Regions from separate parts of the Triticum aestivum genome. Here region 2 is linked to region 1. Evidence: chromatin contacts called from public Hi-C data. All regions are on one chromosome and are shown on one strand. The core of a region is the stretch at or near the end of the contact, and the rest is flanking DNA. Distances in the headings are between cores, read along the strand shown. Region 1 holds the start of LOC123113362 (60S ribosomal protein L13a-4). Region 2 holds the start of LOC123113363 (LRR receptor-like serine/threonine-protein kinase RPK2).

What was found. Hi-C and Micro-C count contacts between places; a contact is called where the count stands out from the background.
Region 2: a contact with region 1 is called in a Hi-C map of leaf, with 3 times the contacts expected there. The contact joins the promoter of LOC123113363 here to the promoter of LOC123113362 in region 1. A contact is called at or near these places in 3 of 5 Hi-C or Micro-C datasets (all in leaf).

Annotation. Positions count from the first base shown.
Region 1 is chr5B:578,452,839-578,458,620 of IWGSC CS RefSeq v2.1, forward strand. It overlaps LOC123113362 (60S ribosomal protein L13a-4), which reads left to right and starts at 2,672. Exons shown (of 4, transcript XM_044534574.1): 1 at 2,672-3,017; 2 at 3,132-3,248; 3 at 3,333-3,420; 4 at 4,749-5,080. The coding sequence starts at 2,746. The coding sequence ends at 4,892. LOC123113361 reads left to right here. Exons shown (of 8, transcript XM_044534573.1): 3 at 1-416; 4 at 517-598; 5 at 720-786; 6 at 878-1,063; 7 at 1,158-1,218; 8 at 1,308-1,701. The coding sequence ends at 1,480. It overlaps LOC123118051 (small nucleolar RNA SNORD24), which reads left to right and starts at 4,552; the gene lies at 4,552-4,634. It also overlaps the pseudogene LOC123118116, the pseudogene LOC123118119, the pseudogene LOC123118126 and the pseudogene LOC123118118.
Region 2 is chr5B:578,724,536-578,730,125 of IWGSC CS RefSeq v2.1, forward strand. LOC123113363 (LRR receptor-like serine/threonine-protein kinase RPK2) reads right to left here and starts at 2,698. Exons shown (of 5, transcript XM_044534576.1): 1 at 1-2,698. The coding sequence starts at 2,400.

The DNA of each region.
Region 1 (5,782 bases), core at 1,422-3,921:
GAACCAGTCGTATTTATTCAATGAAGGTGCAAACTTCTTTCAGCCAGGAAGACCAGACCCTAACTTTAGGGAAGGTGCTCATCACAGTATGAACATGTATGGATCAGACGCCAGGAGGAATTCAGAGCATGGATTTGGAAGAAGCTATTTGGATCATACCAGTACCGAAAGAAATGAAATGCAGGAGAAAGAACGAACTTGCTTATCAACAAATCACAACAATGACCAGATAAGCCCTTCAAATTTAGCTCAGGCATATAGCGAAAAGCTTAGAATGTCCTTCCCTCCAAGAGATTCCTTGACAGGGTTTCGGAAGAAAAAGCTTCTTATTCTAGATCTGAATGGCCTTCTTGCGGATATCAATGAAGATTTCCACAATGCTCACATGGCTGATGCAAAGGTTCGAAGGAAACTAGGTAAAGTTACTTGTACAATTGTCCGTAATTATTATTTGCGAAAATGCAGATATAGAACTGTGACAGATGATATTAATATAGCACTACACCTTTCTACCAGTCTTCCGAAGGCCTCACTGTGATGATTTTCTCAACTTCTGCATAAAAAATTTCGAGCTAGGTGTATGGTCCTCAAGGAAAAGGTACGATTTATTATCCTCATTTGTTTTACTTTATCCTCATTGCTCCATGCTTACTTACGTGGGATTTATATTAATCCACATTGCTCCATGTTTACTAATGTGGGGTTTATAATTTTTCTAGGAAAAATGTTGATTCTGTTGTTGACATCCTTATGAGAGATTTCAAACCATACCTACTGTTTTCTTGGGTACGTAACATAAACGAACCTGTGGTAGGTGGGCATGCTCAACTGTATGTTATTTTGGTCCTAATATGTTTTGCGACCTTCATATGGGCAGGCCAGGGATAAATGCACAATGACTGGACGTAACACACTGGAGAACGTGCACAAACCAATAGTACTGAAGGAATTGAAGAAACTGTGGAATAAGGAAGAACCTGGTCTTCCATGGAAGGAGGGGGAATTTTCACCTTCCAATACATTACTTGTGGACGATTCTCCTTACAAGGCTCTGCGTAATCCGGTATTTTCTCAGCTGTTTTCATATACCAGTGTCTTGTTTAACTGTATCATCTCCATATTTGAATAATGCATATTTTCATGCATATGTTATGCAGCCACATACTGCCATTTTTCCTCAGCCGTTCAGCTATCTTAACCGGAACGACAATTCATTGGGTATGCATTCACCATTTCATGTTGATGTAGTTACCTATTACACTACTACAGCCTATTGATGCATATAAATTACAATTCCCGATAAGCAGGTCCCGGTGGAGATCTTCGCATGTATCTGGAGAAACTCGTTTTTGCAGATGATGTTGAGTGCTACGTTCGCAACAATCCATTTGGTCAACCTTTTCTTACACATAGTGATCCACATTGGGACTTCTATGCTGAAATAGCTGGTAAAGAGTATGGCGCATTGACTTGTGCCTGAACTTCCCAATATGTAGTGAGGCGGACTAGTAGACTGATCTTGTGTTGATTCTTCAGACATGAGGGGAAGTTATGGCATGTTTGTTGTATACCTGACCTCCAAACTAATTTTATCGTGGGTTATGGAAAAAGTTGGTGCATCGAAGATTGGATTTTGGGCACCAGCAGTTATAACTTGTACGGATGGTTTCAAGTGAATATGAATGAATTTTGAGACGGTGACTCAACTTTTTAAAATTGTTTGTCACCGCCTTGTATTTGTTCAGTTTTTCTTCCAGTTTTTTATGTTTTTTTCCTACCAGGGCATTGCTGTGGGTTTGTCTTGTACTTTTATTTCTTGTACCCATTTTCTTGCTAGCCTTAACGGCACTACTCCAGTGTTTATTCCATTTGTTTTGAATTGCTTAAAAAAATCTAGTACTAGATAACATCTACACCACTTCTAAAAAATAGTATTGCTGCGGAGTGCGATTTTCCCATGTGTTTGAACTGCTCTTTGACATTTTTTTTGGGTTATGATCTACAGAACATGTATGGATTCATCTTTGTGACATGTAATGTTTATATGTGTGTTTTAGGAGTTAGTCAAATCATAACATAAATTCGCCAAACATGAAATCAAAGATCGCAAAGCTATATTCACGCAGACGAGAATAGCGCAATCCAACTATCATAAACTTAAACTTAATTAAATGATATTATCATCTATGATAGAAAATAATAATAATTTTTTTTAGAAAATTGAACCAGCCTGTTTGTTTCTCTTAATATTATCAGCCATTTTAATTATGGACAAAAGCTTTGTACAAATAATTCCTCCCTTGACACATTTGTTTTTCATTCCAGATGACATTGTCTTTTTGAAGGTCATCATTTTCATTCTGCTAGAACATACTCATAACTAATATTTGGAGTATTTTTAGTACTCTATTTACAACATTTGGCATGTTTTTTTAATCCACAGCCCGTATGTTTTTTTTTTGAGAAAAATCCACAGCCCGTATGTATATCAGACAAAATCATTCAGCAAGCCCGTCAGCGCAGAATAACATTTTCTAGCCTCATAAAGCCTTTTAAACCTAATAAGCCTAGCCCATCTAACACTACGGCCCGGACCGGACAGGCCCACCAACTGGCCCAGGCAAGACACCCTAAACACGGAGATCTATAAATACGAAACCCTAAGCGGCGCACTCGTCTCCATTCCGCCTCCACCCCCCGAACTCCAAACCCTAGTAGCGCCGCCGCCGCCAGGTAAGAGGCGAGATGGTGTCCGGCTCCGGCGTGTGCGCCAAGCGCGTGGTGGTGGACGCCCGCCACCACATGCTCGGCCGCCTGGCCTCGATCGTCGCCAAGGAGCTGCTCAACGGGCAGCGCGTGGTGGTGGTCCGATGCGAGGAGATCTGCATGTCCGGCGGCCTCGTCCGCCAGAAGATGAAGTACCTCCGCTTCCTCCGCAAGAGGATGAACACCAAGCCCTCCCACGGCCCCATCCACTTCCGCGCCCCGGCCAAGATCCTCTGGCGCACCATCCGCGGGTACGTCTCCGCCGCCGCCGCCTAGATCCGTCGCCTCGCCTATGCACGTGCGTCGCCGTGTCCATTTGGGTTTGTGTGTTCTGATGGTGCCGTGTTTTTGGTGGCGCTCTGCAGTATGATTCCGCACAAGACCGCGAGGGGCGAGGCCGCGCTCGCCAGGCTCAAGGCGTACGAGGGCGTGCCGCCGCCGTACGACAGGACCAAGCGCATGGTCATCCCCGACGCGCTCAAGTACGTCGGCGTTCGACTGCCTTCTAGATCTCTGCGTGCGTCGTGTATGTGTGTTTGATGTTGACGTGGCTTGTGGTTTTGCAGGGTTCTGAGGCTGCAGCCTGGGCACAGGTACTGCCTCCTCGGCCAGCTCTCCAAGGAGGTCGGATGGAACTACGCCGACACCATCAGGGTATGCTCTTTCCCTGTCCTGTTTCTTCAGCGCTCAATAGTTGCTAGTGTGCGACTGCTACCAGTCTGTTAAGACTAGTCTTTTATGTAATGCTAAACTAAAATGTGTCTAGTTATACTAATCATTCTATGAAAGTTCAGTCTGATTTACTGGTACTCTAATAGATACGCCTTCAGCTTTTGTCATATAAACTCTCCTGGTGGTAAATGATTTGTTCTGCATTGTAAAACTGTTTATGATGATTCCCACGGATTTTAGAAACCAGCCACAGTTCATGCTTTATAGTACTGTGAAGAATTTTGTTTGCTCACGCTCAGAATCATTGTTTTACGTATGTCACTTGTGATGTTCTGCTGGCTGAGATGTGCATGATCTGGGTGATGAAGAAAATCGTTCGGATTCCCACTGATTTTTCATGATTATTACAACCAGCTACTTCTGACGGATCATGCCATCTCTTGTACTACATATGTACTCATTTATTATTGAGCAAATACTTTCCTTTGATTTTTTGCAAACCTCTTAGCAGTACTGTTGGTATCCTCTTTTGTGTTCTGCTGGCTGGTGAGATGTGCATTACCTGCGTGATGAAGAAAATCGTTCGGATTCCCACTGATATTTCATGATTATTATAACCAGCTACTTCTGACGGGTGATGCCACCTCCTGAAGTACATTTGCACATTTTTACTGCTTTAGACTGACTTTTCATGCATTCCTTCATTGGTTATGAACCTTATTGCTCATTGTGTTCTGTTGTGTTGAATTGCATGATTCCGGGTTATGAAGAAAATCGTTCGGATTCCCACTGATATTTCATGATTAGAGTAACCAGCTACTTCTGATGGATGATGGCATCTCCTGTATTACATTTGCACTGCTTTATGACTGGCCGTACATGCACTTCTTATTTTGGTTGGAACCTTCTTGCTCTTTGTGTTATATTGGGTTCCATTGCATCCTTCTGTGTGATGAAGAAAATCGTTCGGATTCCCACTGATTCTTAATGATTATCACAACCAGCTACTTCTGACAGATCATGCCATGTTGTGCTCTTGATAGATTTTGCTCTGTTTTGGGTTTCAGTTTTGCATCTCATTCAACAGTTTTGCTGGTGTTCTATTTTCCTTCGAGCCTGTGATGTTATCAAAATATTTGCTACTCTTGATGGGTTTATCCCACTTGATGATCTCAACCACCAAGATCTCTGAGGCTCTTTAGTTCTAGTCTAATGTTATCATTACAGTACATCTGCCATTGCCAGTTTTTGTTCATTATGAGCTGATGTTTGTGCATACCGATTCTCATCACTCTTTGGCCTTTATTCAGGAGCTGGAGGAAAAGAGGAAGGAGAAGGCCAAGATCTCCTACGACAGGAGAAAGCAACTGGCGAAGCTCCGCGTCAAGGCCGAGAAGGCAGCCGAGGAGAAGTTGGGAACTCAGCTGGAGATCCTGGCCCCTATCAAATACTAAGAGATATCAGAGCTTTCGTGCGCCATCAGTTTTGGGAAACCTCTGTCGTATTTTAAGTAGTTTGGTAACTCTGATAGTACAATCTGGTTGGTAAACCTTTGTTATGCATGCAGTTCTGCGACACTCATTTGAAATTTTCTACATGGTGAACTGTTTCGTTTATCAAATGTGTGCATTTGGGAATTCTAGTGAACGTCTATCAGGTGCCTTGCTGTTTTTCTCTTTACTACGGCCTTTGCAGTCCCTTGTTATGACCCTTTGTACATGTCGTTTGCGGCCATCATAGTCGTCTCTACGCCAAGTTGGTAAAGTCTACTGTCACTGCGTCAAGTTCCATCAAAGCGCGTCAAGTAATGTGTTTTTGCTGGGTATTTCTCGGTTTGAGCTCTGTATGAAATATGGGCTTACTTAATTGAAAATCAAACATATATGAAATTTAGTTGAACATTTGAATTTAAATTCAACCACAACCGATGCTGCGCGGTCCTAATTTTTTACAATCGCCGTTATAAAGCGGCCATCCAAAGCAGACCTTGCGACGCCCCTCTCTGACTAACATGCCTTGTAAACCTCCTCTACTCTCAATCTTCTCTTAGCACCACACTCTTGATGGCCTTCTCAAGCTCCAAAGCCTTGCGGGAGGACCTCTCGTCCGAAATGAAAGAGGAGATCGACGCCATTGTAGAGCTCACCGGAGACCGATGCCGTGAACGCGCCAATGGCAGAGGCGTCCCGCGTCGGCCTATGCAGGCATCGAGAAGGCGGAGGTTGTAGGCTTGGCCGGCATGCGCGTGCCGAAATGTGGCCTTTCGCTCCTCCTTGTTGGCCGATTAGCCGCTTGTAGGCTGCGGCGGCGGAGGCTGCAGAGGCAAAGATGAAGGCTGCAGCGG
Region 2 (5,590 bases), core at 1,448-3,947, 270 kb after region 1:
GTACCCTATGAGTGTTACAAGATTGTCATGCCGACACCTTCCAAGAGTTTTCACCTCTGCTTGGAACTGCTGAATACCTTGGAACCTTCCAATAGCCAGCCGCTTTATTGCCACCAGAATGCCTGGTGCAATCTCAGCTTTGTATGTTGCTCCAAAGCCACCACTTCCAATGCAATTGCTTGCATTAAAACTGCCAGCAGCGCGTACAACGGTCTCATATGTCAAAGGAGCACCAATATCCACAAAAACAGTAACTTCCCTTCTCCTGTTAGAACGCCTTGATGGTCTTGATGCACATTTACGAGTGTAAATGTAAAGGATGATCAGGGCCAAGAGAACTGCAACAATCGCTGATGCTGAGGTTATTGAGGCAATCTCTATTTTGGTGAAGCCTCCGCCATCGCTGGATGTATTCTCAGGTTCTGGACTAGCCTCATTCTCACTGAGTGCTCGCACATTCGAATGCAATGGCCCAGCCAAGTTATTGAATGAAATGTTAAAAACAGACAGTGATACTGGGGTAAGGTCGGCAATGTTTCCAGAGAGCTCATTATTGTTCAGCAGAAGTGTCGTGAGACCTCTCAGTGTCACAATATTACTAGGGACATTCCCAGACAGAGAATTGGATGAGAGATCTAAAATCTCCAGTGATTCCAACTGCCCCAAAGAGGACGGTATCTGACCAGTGATATTGTTTGCAGCTAACGAGAGAAATTTCAAGCTCTTGAGGTCTTTGAAACTGGCAGGTATTTGACCAACCAGAAAGTTTTTGCTGATGTCCATCTTTACAAGAGCACCCAACAAACCAATGTTAGCAGGCAACACTCCTGAAATTTGATTCTCGGCTAGAACCAAAACTCTGATGGCATGGCATTTTGAGCAGATTTCTTCTGTGAGCTCACCAGATATCTTGTTGTCTCGGAAGCTGACGATCAAACCATTTAAGTTGCTGCACTGTTCCAACAGAATTGCATCCAATGATCCTGTGAAGTTATTGTGATCAAGAGTTAATGCATGCAAGGTCCTGTTTCCATATCTGTCTGCACTAACTGGCAAGGATGTAAGACGGCCTCCAAACTTGTTCTTTGCAAAATTATGGTATACAACCGAACACTCTCCTGATTCACAGTAACCCAATGATAGTTGTGCTACAGCTTGGGACATGAAGGGTGAAGAATAGCCAGATGTCACGCCATCCAACGGTTGCTGTGATGCACATTCTTTGTTCGCAAACGCTGGAATTGAGCCTGACAGTTCATTGCCACTGACATCAAACACATCCATACAATGCAGATGAAGATTTTTATCAAGCGAACCGGACAATCTATTGGAACTGAGGTTGAGAAACTTGAGGTTTCTACACTGCCCTAGCTCCCTCGGAATCACTCCAGCAAGTAAATTACCTCCGAGATTAACCATCTCCAAACTATGGCAGCTTCCCCAATTGCTTGGGAGATTTCCTTTCAGGCCCGCCTTCGGCGCCCATAACAACCTAAGCTTTGGCAAAGCTGTCACGCTCTCCGGAAGCTCTCCCTCAAAGAGATTGAACTCATGGGGTTTCACTGCATCAAACTGGCTCGACAACACGAGAACCGACAAACCTGAGCAGTTCCCTAGCTCCCTGGGTACCAGACCGCTCAATCTGTTACCCGATACGTCCAAAACCCGCAGCTTGCTCAGCCGTCCAAGCTCTGGTGGGATGGAACCGTCCAACATATTGGAGAAGAGGCGCAACGAGCGGAGCTGTGTGCAGCTCCCCAGAGCAGAGGGGATGCTCCCGGCAAGAAGGTTCCGGGACAGGTCGAGCTGCCTCAGCCTGGGGAGGCCGCCGACGACCGCCGGCACGGACCCGTTGAGCCGGTTGCCGGAAAGATCCAAGAAGTTCAACTCCGTGCAGCTGCAGAGGGAGGCAGGGATCTCGCCGCTGAGCGCGTTGGAGGAGAGGTTGAGCACCCTCAGCCGCGGCGGGAAGGCGGGCGGGAGGGCGCCCCGGAGCGAGTTCCCGGCGAGGTTGACCCCCTCGAGCTTCTCCAGCCGCCAGATCTCCGCGGGGATCTCGCCGAAAAGGCCCAAGGAGGGCAAGGAGAGCTGCTTGAGCTCGGTGAGGAGCCCGACCGACGTGGGCAGCTGGCCGGCGATCCCGCTCCCGCGCGGGAAGCTGGAGGGCACGTGGAGGGCGACGACCCGGGACCTCGCATCGCAGGCGACCCCCGGCCAGGAGCAGTGGTCCGCGCCCGACGGCCACCGGCGGAGCAGCTCGGAGGAGGGGACGGCGTCCCTGAGCCGGAGAAGCGCCGATCTGTCCTGCTCCTGGCCACGGTTCGACGAGGAGGCGGCGAGCAGCGGGAGCAGGAGCAGGAGCAGCAGGACGGCGGCGGTGCTCCGGCGAGCGGCCACCATCTCCGCCCAGCCGAAGGCGAGGGACGGCCCGGGGGTGCTGCGGTTGGTGCAGCGGAGGCGACGACCGACGAGGGAGGGGAGGGGAGAGGGAGGGGCAAACTCACATGGGGAAGAAGAAGAGCCCGGGCGCGCGCGCGATATCGGGGGACTCGGAGGGGGCGGAGGCGATATTTTTTCTGCCTGCGCCTTGTCTGTTGTCTCCCTCCGGTTTTGGTTGGTGCTGCTGGACTGACTGCTGGTGCCGGTCCTCCCTCTGCTTCCCCTTCCGTGGCTTCCTTCGCTGCACTTTCCTCGTCGCCTCTCCCGTCCTCCACTGATAATTCATCCCCCCTTCGTCCTCCGTTTCTTTATTTTTTATTAAATCGTTTGGGTCTGACCGTATTGCCCTCGGAAAGATGGGTTTTGTTTGCTGATGAGGGAGGGCGTGGCTGCCGTGCCGGTGCCTGACCAAGCGTCCATGCTTTTGGGTTTTGACCAGGCCTTGCCTGCCATGCTCCGATTTTCTTTGGAGATGTGGATGGATGGGGTTAGGATTAGTAGGAGGGTTTCACACATCATTGGAACCACCGATCTACTTTTTATTTTATATACTATGGAAAAAGAGTTTATGTTTTTAACATCTCAGTTTCAATTTTGTGATTAAACAGTGACGGCCTCTTCGAGTCACGGGATTTCCCAAGCGCGGGAATAGAAAAGTAGGAATATAGTTTTTTTTTAACGAAAGAGGTTTCCCTCCAATTTCATTAACGAAACCACATCGACCACAAACCACGGGCACTCCCGTCCAGTCATTGGGTTCGAAAAGATAACAACCTTAATCTAAGCTAAAGACCACTAGCTGCGGAGGGAAAACAAAAGACATGACATGCATCGCTTACACCAGTACAGTTATTTAAACTTCTACAAGTTATCAAGATTACATGACGAAAACAGAGGGAAGGAGAGAAGATTCATCATCTTCCCAGTCGCTGAACTCTAGGTCTCCATCCCTGTGCCGCCTTGTATATCTCACTTGCCACCCGCTCGATTAGTTTTGCTCCCAGCTGCGGTAGTTTTTGTTCCGGCTTTTTTATCTACAAAACCGACCAATCAGCAATCCAATTGCACATAATTCAGATGAATATCATGGGATCATATATCTTTCTAGATCTGAAAATAATATCATTTCTGCATTTCCTGGGAGCCCAAAATACAACAGCGCTTCCCACCAGAACTAGTTTTTTCTCAAGTTTTTTAAAGATTTTCAACCACCTACCCAAGTAATCATTTGAGTTTATTGGGGTTGTTCTAAGGTCCAGAGCACATTTGATCAAACTCCAGACCAATCTAGCCGCTGAGCATTCAAAGAACAAATGATCAATGTTCTCTTCTCGCCCACAATATACACACTCTTTTCCTCCCTTCCATCCTTTCTTGATCAAATTGTCTTTGGTAAAAATGCTTCTTCTTGTAAACAGCCAAAGGAACATTTTAATCTTGGCTGGGATTTTAATTTTCCACAGGAATTTGTGTGGGAATCCCACACCATCATTGATCAGGAATGAGTATAAAGACTTAACCGAAAATTTTCTGTTTTCAGTGAGCATCCAGAGGGGTTGATCTTTCCCCCCATGCATCCTCACCTCCTCGCATCTTGTTTTTAGGCTATTCCAGAGTTCTATCGTTTCTCCTGTCAAGGTTCGTCTGAAGCTAAATCCCTGCCAGCCTCTGTTAATAGCTTCTGCCACTGAGATATTATGGTCAAAGCTAATGTTGTATAGTCTAGGGTATAGATCTTTTAGGGGTTTAGATCCCACCCACCAATCTTCCTAGAATCTAGTCTCAATCTTGAAACTCACATTAAGCAAGCAAATTGGTCTGAATTTCTGTATTTGTTTGGCATCTTTAACCTTGGGAACTAATGTAATAATTCCATAATTCAACCTAGAAATATCTAGATTTCCGGAATGGAAGTCATCAAGTAGGCCCTTAAGGTCCCATTTAATTAATTCCCAGAAATTCTGGTAAAATTCTACAAGTAGACCATCTGGACCAGGGTTTTTGTTTTTGTCCATATTGAACACCACCTCCTGCAACTCTTACATACTGAAGGGCTCAATCAAAGTTCTAGCTTGTTCTTCTGAGATGCCAGGAGCATCTTGGATGTTTAAATTCACAGTAGAGTTTTCAGGTTGACCAAATAGGTCTTTATAAAAATTTGTGATGTATTTAACCAGTTCCTCACCCCCTTCAATCTCACCTTCAGCTTGGCTTAGAGAAAATATTCTATTTTTCCTCCTCCCCCCCACTTTGGCATGGTAATACTTGGTGTTGTTATCCCCATCTCTGGTCTCTCTATCTTTATATCTTTGCAACCATTTTAGTTCTTCTTGTTTCATCGGTCTCCCTAATTGAGCTCTCAATTCTTTTTGTTCATTTCTATCCCATGCAGATAGCCCCAGTACCTCTGCTCTTTTATCAATATCATCTAGTTTGCATAGTAGTTCTTTTTTTTGTATAGTGCATCTGAGTTTAGGATCCATCCCCTTACTTTTTGTCTAAACAATGTAGGAATAGAGTGGCATGGCATCATCAGTACTACGGGCTTGTGAGGATGTTTGATTGTGCACTGAAAAAACAAAGGATTCTTTCAAAAAAGTTGAAGTGGATGAAAAGTTTGCTACTCCCTCTCAACCATACTAACTGCCGTTGATCCAATACGAAGAATACTAAGGAAAAATTCATATGGTTTGCGATGATACGAAACAAACAACCCATACAGGCAAAAGAAATCCTAAGGATTGGAATCCTCCAAAATTCCTTTGAATAAGTTTTATTACTACAACCAACAACCTCAAAGACATCACCATCAACACCTAGTGAGATGCCTCCAACAATACTAACATCAGGCAATAAGTGACGATAGTAATTCATGTGACCAACAGTACTATGAAGGAAACCATAGGCAATGATTTCACGATTGGTTTCTTGAAATCCAATAAAATCAAGTTTCTATATAGTAATTAAGTATGTGAGGCGTTGTGTTTGGCCATCTTGACCTAAACCACGTATGTTTCAAAACATTCCTGTCATGATATCTTAAAGGGGTGAGACGGATCACAAGGCCGTGACTTAGCTGCATTATCTGGCAAAAGTATAGAATTAAAAGTGCCCCCTGATCTATATTTAGCAAAAATGCAAACAACAAGAG